2 separate regions of the Athene noctua genome follow, and region 1 is linked to region 2. The links are chromatin contacts, called in public Hi-C maps. All regions are on one chromosome and are shown on one strand. Each heading gives the region's core, a stretch centred on a gene start, on an enhancer-like site or on the middle of the called end of the contact. The rest is flanking DNA. Distances are from core to core; before and after follow the strand shown.

Evidence for each region. Hi-C and Micro-C count contacts between places; a contact is called where the count stands out from the background.
Region 1: a Hi-C map of liver shows a contact between it and region 2, with 4 times the contacts expected there. The contact joins the promoter of AGPAT5 here to the promoter of MCPH1 in region 2. A contact is called at or near these places in 2 of 2 Hi-C or Micro-C datasets (heart and liver).

Annotation. Positions count from the first base shown.
Region 1 is chr1:27,453,846-27,460,005 of bAthNoc1.hap1.1, reverse strand. It overlaps AGPAT5 (1-acylglycerol-3-phosphate O-acyltransferase 5), which reads right to left and starts at 1,628. Exons shown (of 8, transcript XM_074895743.1): 1 at 1,147-1,628. The coding sequence starts at 1,365.
Region 2 is chr1:27,290,752-27,297,383 of bAthNoc1.hap1.1, reverse strand. MCPH1 (microcephalin 1) reads right to left here and starts at 3,892. Exons shown (of 17, transcript XM_074895734.1): 1 at 3,790-3,892; 2 at 1,518-1,609. The coding sequence starts at 3,808.

The DNA.
Region 1 (6,160 bases), core at 379-2,878, 160 kb before region 2:
GGCTTTGGGGGTTTCCTTAAGTTGGTATGAAGTGAGGCCTACAACTGCAGCTCAACAGTGGAAATTAGGGGAGACCTAGCCTGATTTTGAAAGATGCTTTATAAGGGTGGTCAAATGCTTTAGTTGTAAATAAGGACTTATTTGTACCTGCTCTGTCACCTGCCAATTAACATGTAAGCACTTGTTACTCTCTACTCCCGAACACCTACAGCTGACACTACCTTCAAATACATTTCCTTATATTCAGACAAGTTCGTAAGTGAGGTTTTGGGCACAGTAAGCACCTGTCACACACAGAATTCTTTTTACATGTAGAATTAAAAGTCTCCTTATTTACTTTTCAAGTTACAGACAAACAGATGACCCTTCAGAAATTTAACGCTTCCTGAAGTAAGTATTATTTGAACACGAATACCCTTCTGGTCATGCAAGAGAGGCCTCCGATTCCAACTTATTAACCTGAAACCTTGGACTTCAGTTTCTGATACACTGAATAATCACAATCCATGGCTGACCCAAAATTTAAGGGCCAAAGAGTTACAGGGGGTAAACTGCACGAAAACTGAGAAGCTCTAGTAATTTAGAAGTGAAGTGTTCTATTTATTAAAAACTTGTGCGTGTATTAAGGACAATTATAGTTGATTATAGTTCTCTTATCTGCTGCCAATTTAATACTACAGATGTGCAACACAGGCCACAGGGTTCAAGTGTGCAAGGGAGGCTGCCATTCAAGGGCTGACAGAGCACGGCCGGTGTCGCATCCCTTCCGTTTTCCCGACCTGCAAAATGAACACAACACCAACACTCCGTGAAAAGCATCACCAGCGGAGCAGCGCGGCTGCGAAACACGGCTGTCCTCTGCGGCCCGGGGCCGGGGAAGGGCACAGCCCGCACCTGCCGCCGCTCCCTCCCCGCGGACCTCACATGGCGGCCGGCGGGCCCGGCGCGGTGAGCTGCGCCCCGCCTGCCGGAGCGGCCCGGGGAGAGGCAGCGGGGGGGCAGGCGCCGGCCGGGAGGCGAGCCCGAAGCCGCGGGCCCGTGGCCGACATCACCGACGGCCGCTCCCCGGCGGCTGCCGGCTCCCGCGGCCGGGGGACGGCAGGCCGGCGGACGGCAGGCCGGCGGCCCCCTCCCCTCCCCGCTCACCTGCACGCCCGTGTAGTTCTCGAAGAAGAAGAGCACCATGCTCTGGTAGATGGTGTAGAGGCGGTCGTCCACCTCGCGGTAGAAGCGGGCGGGCAGCACGGCGGAGAGCAGGCGCCAGGCGCCCCAGGCCAGCACGTAGGTGGGCGCCGTGCCCATCATGACGGCGGCGGGCAGGACGTAGCGCATGGAGTAGGTGTGCAGCACCAGCGACAGCAGCATCTTCCCGCTGCCCCCCGGCCTCACCGGGACACCCACATGGGCAGCGCGCTCACACACAGCGCGGCAGCCCCGCCGACCGCATCGCCCGCCGCGCCGGGCAGACCCGCCAGGCGGGCGGGGAAGCAGCAGCGGCGGCCGCCACCGGCAAGCAGGAAGGGGGGGTGGGCAGAGACAGGCAGGCACGGGAGCGGTCACCGGCTCACGGCTCCCCCCGCGCCACCTCCGCCACCATCTTGCCCGGCCGGAGGCGGAGCCGCACCGGCAGGAAGGCGGCCCCTCGGCGGCCGCGGGGGACTTCCGGGACGGGCGGGCGGCGCCCTGGCTCCGCCTCGGCCGCGACCTGGGGTCCGCTGCCCGCCGCCGCTGCTCCGGCCCCGGCCAGCCCGGCCTGCGGCGGGGGCCGCCACGAGCAGGCCCCGCGCTGTGTCCCCATCCCCCGCCCTCGCCGCTCGGGCCCGGTGCCCAGCTACGGCGGCCCTGCGGCCGGGGGGTGCCCGGCTGCTCCCCGCCGTGTGGCAGAGCTGCTCGGCACATGCGAAACGAGTCACGCGCTTATAATTGCTTAGTTATCATTAGTATTCATTTTAACCCGGCACAGCTTAGAAGAAAATTGACTCACCCCCCACCTTTCTGCCATGAGTCCGAAGTGGAGCACCAAGAGAACTCCTCACCTTTGCCCGCTACAACGGCAGTGACGGTCAGGGCTTTGTACGCCTCGGGAGCTCACCGCCACCGTTTGCATTCTGACTCCCCCAGGGTCCCACGCTGCCCCACATCTCTGACCCCCAGTAAGCTGGTGACAGCAGCAGCCAGGTGTACCAGCTACTTTTGAAGAAAATGCAAGAAGTCTTCTAGAAAACAGTGTAATAACCTTCCCAGATGGAGTTTCTTATTGAACTCTAGCCCATAGTGAAGTGTTTATTCATTGTTCTTTTAAAAAACAAGTTTTATCGTGAAGATTCTGAAGATCTCATAATTTTAAATGAAATGGATGCTCATTACCTTCTGCTAAGATGTGTTTCCTTCACCAGGCTTTAAATGGGACAAGCTTTGTCCTTTGCTGTTATTCATCTTGTGCTAGCTGTTATTTAATGTGTGTTGAAAACGGTATCCTAATAGTTCAGCAAAGTAAGACTGGGGGAACGATACTAGGTTGAAGTACTGTGACGATGTTCTCTTCAGACGGCCTCAGAGAAGCTCTGCAGTGAGAACTCGTATTTGACATGCATCATAGCTTCTGTGTCCCTGATGAGACTAAATGGCCTTTATTTCCTTCCCCAGTCCAGAACTGGGGGGCAGGAGGGGTCATGGCATCTTATCTGTCAGGGCTCCCCATTCCCGATCGGTGTGTATGTTTCTGTCCTCACTGAGTAACTGCATATGCTACCCTCAGCTCAGGACTACCAGATGAAGGTACTTTCCCCATTATGGCCTCTTCCAGCGGGAAATTTTTCTACTCTGAACCAAGAAAAGCTAGGTTGGACAGAAAACTTGAGGAGGAAGCTTCTGTTTTGTGATGCCTATGACATGGACACATGGAAGAGAAAGTAATTAATCACAATACAGGGAGGAGAAAGTAATCCAGCACAACACAGAGAAGGTAAAGCTGATGCCAGCAGAGCAGAGCCAGGTATGCAGGAACAACCTCTCTGATGTGGCTGGTATGGCAGGACAGGTTGGAGAGCGGATCCAGACCTGCTGCTTCATGAAGGCCACTGCAGAGAGAGACTGGGATTCAGATCAACTGGGTATGTTTGGCTAATGAGACTGTGATCAGGAGCGGAAAATGTAGATCAGCAGTCTGTAATATAAACAGTGAACTGGGACTGGGAAATGGTGGGGGATTGGGGAAAAATATGACAAAATTAAGCTGGCTGGGTTTAAAGGCAGAGTATGAGTTTGTGAGATGAAGGTAAACACTCAGTGAACAGCCTGAAGAGATGAGTTGCAGTGAAAAGAATGTGAAGGGAATAAAATAATCTTCATATCAAGGAATGTACTTGAGGCCTCCGATTGCATGTATATGAAGTTATATCTTTCCTTACAGACTATAAATTCACTCATACTTCTGAAGAACCTCCATAGTAAGTGATTACAAAATCTGCAGAAGTGAACAATTCTGCCTCTGGAGGATGGTTTGGCTATCATGTAATAAATACGAACTGAAGACACACCTTGAACAAAGAGGGAAATAAAATACCAAGCTCATCAAGAAATAATGCACATTCTATGCACTGAATGCAGTAGAGGTCTAGTGGAAAAGAGGTCTAATGGAAACTATCTAATGTCATAGTTGAACTCATACACACAGTCTTAATCTAGCATTTCTTGATATATTTAAGTGATGGACTTTGCAACCTTAATAATACTCTTTCAGTTTAGGATTTGTGGGGCCCTTCTTTATGTCTGTTTATATACAGGGTTATTCTTCCTATCTTGAATCAAACTCAGGCATTTGTCCCAGTGATAAAAATGAGCACTGAGATCCTTCAATTCATTAGGCTTATATATAAAAAGATACGTCTTTACAAGTTTGAGAATGTTTGCCTCTTGATCCCTTTGAATGTTTTTTAACTCCCGTATTACAAATGAGCAAATAAGACTGCCTGTCTTTGCTGTATTTTACATTCCATATGTTTTTAACAGTCTCTCTCTTTTTTCTGTTTTGTTACACTGTTTGATTTCTTTTCTTCAGTTTGATGTTTTTTCACATTCTTAATCTGTCACCAACTCACACAGCACACACACACATGTTCACACACTTCATTTTTGCTTTTGATAATTTGATACTTTCAATGGGCTCTTTTAATACATTTTCTCTATATATCAGGTACATGTTATCAAATTTATAGACACTTTTTTTTTTTTTTTAGTCACATGAAAGGTGCAGAGCCTCCTGTACTATGGCTTATGCCTTGCTTAATATACTAGTATAATTGTATCAGTATGATATGGTAATATGGTGTTGAAATGTTTGCAGCTGAATGAAACTCAAATTCAAGAAACGAGTATGCCACAGTGATTAGATCTGGGACACTGCCACCAAGTCCTTACTTCTCTTGATTCATAGGCACTTTTTATCCTAGATCATTCTGATTTGTGCCGCAGGAATTTGAATATTGGTCTTTCACATTCTAGACTACAGAGGCAAAATAAGAAAAATGCTCCGATCTTTGCTATAATTTGTAATTTCTAGTCCTATGAAAGCATAGGCTCTAATTACACCTCCTTTAACCAAAATATCAGCAGAATTACTTCCTAGGCATTTTACTTTCAGCTGGAAGAAGCTAAATCACCCCATTTAGGATAATTAGGACTCCATTTAGGAAATTAAGACTTCAGACCTGTTAAGGTATTATTTTCTTCTGTAGAACAACCTTGAAATTTAAAAATAAACAAGACTGTGATTCTGGAAAAAAGCATCAGTCTGCTATGACTAAGGAGCTCAGCCTGTTTGGTGTCAACAAAATTATTTGGTGCGAACCTGATTATTTTAGCGTTAGGTCTTCTGCTGGTGGTTGTCACCTCTAAAGTGGCCAAACTCACCAACCTCTGGAAAAATACCAGATTTTCATCTTATAGTGAAAAATACCAGTGACTATACCTCTAGAGGGAACCACAAATGGTGTCATTAAGCACCAGCCTTGAATGTTAAGGGATTTTCTTGTACTGCTAGTCACAAAATGGTGTTTCACAATTCTGTCACCCACACACTGTAATTATCAGTTAGACTAAGCAAAGCCAGATAACATTAGATACAAATCAAACTGCCTCGAGGTTTAGAATTTAAACCTTTACAGATGGTTTTATCTTCAACAATATTCTGGGAGATGATTTACCTCTGTTTATATATGTTGAGAAACGAGGCACAGATATTAAGGCCAAAGGACTAGATCCAAATAAGGATTTAAGCACCTGAATTCCTGGAGTCCGGGACTCTGCGTGGGTGCTTAGGCTTTCTGTGCAGTGCATGTCATGCAGAGAGCTAAGTAGTGCAGAACAGGATCCACAAAAATCATCAGTCTGAGCAGGAAGTTGATTAAAATTAGCAGGCTCGGTGTGTATTTGTGTAAGGTCGGGTGAAAGGAAATGATGAGGATTGCATTGTGGCCTAAGTATGGTCTCTCAGGACCTCATCCTGGATTTCAGAAACACATCTGTCAACTTGAGATCCACAACCTACAGATCTTTCTCAAAGAGTTTGGTAATTTTAAAAATGTGGCCAGAGAAGACACCAACGTCACCTTCTACTTTAGGAACTGGATTAGACATGGTTTGTTGAGAATATAAAACTCCTATCTCCATCACCAAGGTGGGTGACCTGAAGGGTAAGAATAATGAGCATCTCTCATGTTGAAGATGCATTTATTTAGCAATTATTTAATGTAACATATAAAAATAATTAGATTAGATTACTGGTAGACTAGTTTAGATTACAGTTAGACTAGACAAGTAGACTAGTTTAGATTACAGGTCCTCTAGCTGTGTGCCTTTTCTCTAACAGTGGCTATAACCTTCTGCATCTCTCCACGTTTGCTCTAGGAGATGAAGGCTTCCTTTAATCCTGCAATCCTCTCCAAACTCAGGTGAGACCTGTAGTAGTTCCTGTTCATCCCTGACTCTGCCCTTGCAGGGCTTCTTCTTGTGCCTCTATCTCATGGGACTCCTTGGCTGTCCCTCACACAGAGCATGATAAGGCTGTACAACATCTAGCTGGTCCACCTCAGACTCTGCTCATTCCATTCCTCACCCTCATGTCCTGCCCAGGGACTGTGTCTCTTACCACTGGAAAATG
Region 2 (6,632 bases), core at 2,643-5,142:
ACATCCTACATATAAAACTCTTTGATCAGTTGTTGCAATTGCTGACATGAGATCATTACAATTCATATTTTACAGCAGCATCTTCTCAGCACAGCCAAATGGAAATAGCTGTGTAGCTTCCTGTTGCAGTCTCAATTGCATCACTATACTTGGCTCCTATCATGATTGATCTATATTTGGCTTTAAGAAAACTATTCAGCTTTTCCAAAAAGTTCTGGTGGCAAGCTGATTTATTGCTTCTTGGAAGATAAAAACCCCATGATACTTAAGTATCTAGTTATACAAGACCAAAGAATCTCTTCTGGAGTAAGTTATGACTCCAGATATAATACCATAAGCGAATAAGCAATTGTCTGGCTCACAACCTATGCCCTAAGGAGACAAATGCTTAATGTAGCTTTGCCTCCAAATTATGGAGGAGCACCACCTTACACCTCCTTCTCACCTCTCCTGTCTCCTCTCTTACCCTGGATGTTCTCTGCTGCTCACCTGACCTTAGCTTGCTGAATCAGCTCAACCCAGTAAAAGGGAAGGGGATCTGCTAAATAGGCTCATCAGTATCGTGTGCCTATATCTTTCACTATATCCAGTTACGTTTTGATCAACTCGAATTTTGAGGTCTCATGCTGTCATATTTTCTATGCAAAAACCCTAATATCAGAATTCCATAGTTCTGATAGTACAGCACAAAAGCATCAGAAATATATTTTACTCAAGTTATTCATTGACTTGTATCTGATTTTATAATAAAACCAGTTATTCTACTGTTCTGTCATGCTCTCAGCTAAATTCGTACAGAAAGAGAGGCTTTGGGGAGATTAGCAAAATTTTCTGAATTACAGTAAAATATACCTACCCACTTAAAAAGCATGAGGAGTTCACACAACTTATTTAGAGCATGATGCGAGCTGTAAAACTCTCCATTAACTGGTTATAACACATGAGAAGGGAAGATGCCAGTTCGTCTTTGGTCTCTGAAATTTTACAGCTGGCAATTAAAAGTATTTTGCACCTACAAGTCAGCTATACTTGATACAGGAAAAAAAAAAATCAGATACATTTTTACTAGCACTTCCTGCAGTTGAATCACATTTGTAGGAGAGTGCACAGCAGAGTAAAATGTCATGGTACTTGGGGTTAGGAAATATTGTAGTAACAACAGAGCAGCTGCCTAGAAGTTAAAGAAAACAAACAACATAAGGTACATACTTGTAAACCACAGGTTTTCAACACTAAGACTTGGTTTGCCCACAGTATGTGGCAAGCCCAATACTTCACAACAAATGCATACTATCATTAATATACAGAGGCTTACAGACACAGGAAGGCTTTAAAATCACTTCCCATATGTCACTAGTAAGAATTTTACAGCACATTTGTCTGTTCTCGGGTCTGTGATTACCATTCTTCCTGCACTTCAAAAACTCGTATTACAAAGAAATAACATAATAAACAGAACATGCAAGCTCATTTGTAATTAATAGCTTTCCTACTCTATTTCAAAATAGTTTCCTTACTTTTGCTCCCATATCAAGAAGTTGCTGTTCAAAGGTTTTTGAGTAATTTTCTGTTCTGTTAGATGACCAAACATCTACAAATGCGAAAATACCTGGATCAGAAGAGAAAAAACAAACAGCTAATTAAGTATATACTATGGTAAAACAGGTAAAACTTGCCTTTCCAAGAAAATTTTGCATCTATACATATTGCATTCAGTATCAAATATAGCTTTTAATAAATTGAGTATCAGATACTAGCAGCAGAATGGTCTTTTTAGAGTATTTCTGTCCCTTAAATTAAGTTGTAATGGAACAAACTTAGAAATTTGACACTAGACACACAACTTTTCACTTTGTTTATTTAAAGCACACTACCAGCTTAACAAGCAATGCCATATCTTTATGTGACTGCTTATCCTTAGAATTATTTAATCACTACTAGTTTTCAGGGTAATAAAAAACTTTAAGACAAGCTAATGTAACACAAGTTACACACATAATGAAATAAACACAGTAGAATTATTCGTTGCCCAAACCGCCAGAAGACTGCAGAAATATTACTTCACAATTTCCAAATGATTTTAAATTCCACTTTATTTATACTGAAACACCCCAAATTAAGTACATATCACAGGGGCCAATACAATTTCATGTCAGTTGCTTTACATAGCTTTAGGTATATTGCATTTAATTAGCTTCCTTTATCAACTAGATTAATAATTTCTTCAAGGACCGCAATCAGCCCTGGTTGAGAAAGCCTTTAAACAAGTGAACACAGACATATTGACATGGGGGAATAAGCAAACAAACTCCTAACAATCCCCTCATTAATTTTACTTAGGACAGGCACTGAAGTGACCTAACGGCTCCACCGGTCATGCCCGTTTCCCATTCTGAATGGCACAACAGGGATGTTCCAGAAAACTGTCACCAAAACCAACTTTATACAAACTGCAGGCCTGACAACTCTCAGAACTCATGAATAAAACTGAAAGAGTCAATTTAAAAGGGTCATCCTTGGCAAACATTGCTTAATTATCTTGGTTACTATGTATGTTCTTCTGATCCATTTTTATGTACTGTCATGTATTCTTTCTAAATGGAAACCAGAATAATGATCAAACAGTAGAAGTATTTTATAAAGAGCAACATATTCTTTATGATTATTAGAAACACTTCTAACATACAACAGAAGTGTGGAACATAAAACACCTTGTTACCCAAATCACAGGGAAAAATATTATCAGTACTATGACTTCAGATATACATGGGAAATTAAGACGTGTACTCCAAAGCATTTTTAACTGTGTTCATTTTACTACTGGACCAGGGCCGCTTCTCCCAGAGTTGCATTTTATCTCGATTGCTCTGTGGTAAAAAAACTGCACCTGAAAAAACGACTTCCTCTTACATCAAATATTTTAGAACCTTCATAGCTACAAATTCTCCTAGAAAAACAGGCTAGAGCATTGCAGTGAGGGTCAAACAAAGGAAGATTACTTCAAAGGTACATTTATTTACCTGCAGTAGGATCAAAGGTGTATTTTACAATAATTACCCAATTTTAGCTAATCAAAGATACTCCAACAGAAGACAAGGCACTCTGTAGCTTTTGTACAGTCAATGGAAAAGAAAACAAGGAAGGGCTGGAAGCTTTGCCTGAACTAGAAGAGCTGAGTAGAGCTTGGTTCTCATAACGGCAACTTATGCTAGAATGTCTCAGAGAAGGCGACAACAGCGAGGAAAAACAGGCGTCAGAGGGCAACCTAGCGAGGCAGAAATTGAGAAAGATGCAGAAGAAACCAGACCAAGCGAGGCCATGCCTGACCAGAACAGGAAGAGCCAGTCTGGCACCGATGCGTGGCGGCAGCAGCGCGGGCCAGTGCTGTACCGGCAGCCACCCCAAGGGGCACTCGCTCCCTCCCCGGCCTGAGGGAGCCCGCCAGGCCCGCCCGCCGCAGCGGGTACGCGCCCCGGCCGGCCTTGCCACCGGGCACAGCCCGCGTCCCAGGCGGCCCCGCCGCAGGCTTCGGGCGGAGTCGCGATCAGTCAGAGCCGCGCCGGCGCCCGCGGGAGGGCGTCCCACCCGCGAGGGGAACCACGCCACGAGGTCGAGCTAAAGACTGGCTCGCCAGGCCCGGCCGCTCTCCGCCGGCAGCCCTGCCGGGAACCACCGGAGAAAGGGCCGCAAGGAGACGCCGTGCCGTGCCGGGACGGCGCGGCCCGGCAGCCCCCCTGAGCCGCACCGGGACAGGCGCGGCGCGGCCCTGCCCGGCTGCCGAGCCGGTACCTGTCAGGACGGGCTCCATTAGCGGCGCGGCGCAACACCCTCAGGCTCCGGTACCCGCCACCTTTTAAACCGCCTCCGCGCGCGGCGCCCGGCCCGCGCCGCGCCTGCGCCCGGCCGAGGCGGGGGCGGGGCGGGGGGCGGGGCCTGTCTGGCCTGGGGGGCGGCGCTCGAACGGCGCCGGCCTCGTGGGTGTGGCAGCCGGGCGCGTGCGGCCGCTGTGGCGCCCCGAAGGCGTCCGGCAGCGCGCGGGCCGTGCGGGCGGCCCCTGCCGAGCGCCGCGCCGGGCGGGCCGCGGCAGCGCCAGACGCTGCTGGAAACGCGGCTTTGAAGAGCCGAGCGACAGGTGAGGTGTTTGTGTCCGTGTTCACCGTGAGGAGTCCTCAGGAGGCTTCTCTGAAGAATTTTGCTCTGTGGGAAGGTGCATCCACCAACCGGTGTCCTCCGGTGGCTCAGACTGCAGTGTCTGAAGTGAAAAAAATAACAGAGAAGGCCAACAAAATGGGGATTAGCAAATGGACTCTGCCAGATGGTATTTACCAAAGCATCCAAAATTACTTAAATGCAACTGTACTATGAATTATAGTAAGCTCACCCATATGTGAAATGGCTTTGGTGCCAGAAGGCTGGAGTATAGCAAATGTGATACCAGGGGGAAGTAAGAGAGAGAAAACCTGATGTTTTCCCCAGGAAAAACTGATAAAAATTATAATAAAATCATGGAATTTAAGAGTATAAGAAGATTTACAAGGAGAAAGAAGCACATCTTTTTTGAAGGAAAATAGCTCACGCAGATCGGAAGCACAGACATTGCTATATAGTTGTATAAATCGGTGCTGTTCTGAAATCTTCAATGTGCAATCCTTGTTTCTTCCTCTGAGAAATAACACAGCAGCAACAGAAAAACAATAGAGGTGCAAAACAAGGATACTGCATGATTTCCGTATGAAAAGTAGCTATTTAGATAAAGATGCACCAGCCTGGAGAAGGAATCATAGAATCATAGAACGGTTTGGGTTGGAAGGGACCTTAAAGATCATCCAGTTCCAACCCCCCTGCCATGGGCAGGGACACCTTCCACTAGCCCAGGTTGCTCAAAGCCCCGTCCAACCTGGCCTTGAACACTGCCAGGGAGGGGGCAGCCACAGCTTCTCTGGGAAACCTGTGCCAGTGTCTCACCACCCTCACAGGGAAGAACTTATATCTAATCTAAATCTAACCTCTTTCAGTTTAAAGCCATCAACCCTTGTCCTATCACTACAGGCCCTTGTAAAAAGTCCCTCTGGCTTTCTTGTAGGCCCCCTTTAGGTACTGGAAGGCCACTATAAGGTCTCACTGGAGCCTTTTCTTCTCCAGGCTGAACAGCCCCAACTCTCTCATCCTGTGCTCATAGGGGAGGTGCTCCAGCCCCCTGATGATCATCATGGTCTCCTCTGCACCTGCTCAAGCAGGTCTATGTTCTTCTTATATTGGGGGCCTCAGAGCTGCACACAATACTCCGGGTGGGGTCTCATGAGAACAGGGTAGATGAGGAGAATCACCTCCCTTGACCTGCTGGCCACACTTCTCTTGATGCAGCTCAGGATACAGTTGGCTTTCTGGGCTGCAAGCGCACATCATTGTCTCATAGTCAGTTTTCCATCCACTAATACCCCCAAGTCCTTCTTTGCAGGGCTGCTCTCAATCCACCCACTGCCCAGCCTGTATTTGTGCTTGGGATTGCCCTGACCCATGTGCAGGACCTTGCACTTGGCTTTGCTGAACTTCATGAGGTTTGTGTGGGCCCATCTCTGAAGCTTGTCAAGGTCCCTCTGGATGGCATCCCTTCCCTCCAGCATGTCGACTGCATCATACAGCTTGGTGTCATCAGCAAACTTGCTGAGGGCACACTCAATCCCACTGTCCATGTCACCAACAAAGATGTTAAACAGCGCTGGGCCCAGTTCTGACCCCTGAGGAATGCCACTTGTCACTGCTGCCCACATGGACATCAAGCAGCTGACTGCAACTCTTTGAGTGCAACCATCCAGCAAATTCCTTATCTACTGAGTGGTCCATCTGTCAAATCCATGTCTCTCCAACTTAGAGACAGGAGTGTTGTGTGGGACAGTGTCAAATGCTTTGCACAAATCCAGGTAGATGACATAAGTTGCTCTTCCCTTATCCACCAACACTGTAACCCCATTGTAGAATAGCAGAAGGTGGATGTGCTCGAAGTGTTTAACATCATGAGTGCATGGAGAAGGTGAATGCAGAGTGGTGTGTTCCCAGTGAGAACTAGTGGGCACCAAATGAAACTAGCAGATGAGGTCTTCTTGGAAGACTTCCACATTGTGCCTCACCAGTCTGTGGAAATGTGTTCAGAGTACTGGCAAATGACGTGCTTTCTAAAAGCAAATTCAGCAAATTTGTGAAGTCCATCTTAGGGCCATCAAAAATGTATAAAACCAGTTCTACTTCAGTAAAGCCCTGAACTACAGATTGCTGGACTTTCAGAAGGTATAGTGAACACTCTGGGTTTTTCTTTCATTCTTTCTTTAGTCATCTCCCACTGGAGAGATAGTGCTGACCTAAAAAGGCTTTGGTGTGGTCCATTATGCTTGTTCTTACTTTCACAGACAGGCTGAAAACTTAAATCTTAGCCCCTAGGAGTCTACCAAGGAGATGGTTATATTAGTTTAATTTAAGATATCTAGTATATAGTATTTTAGCATTGACACAGTTTGTTTAATTTCTAGGGCATTAATATGACACTAGATCTATGGCATGTGTTGAGCACAAGCTCTTGGGTCCTCCGTCTTCTGAACTTGTGACAGACTTCCTTTTGCTTATGTTTTTAAATGTGA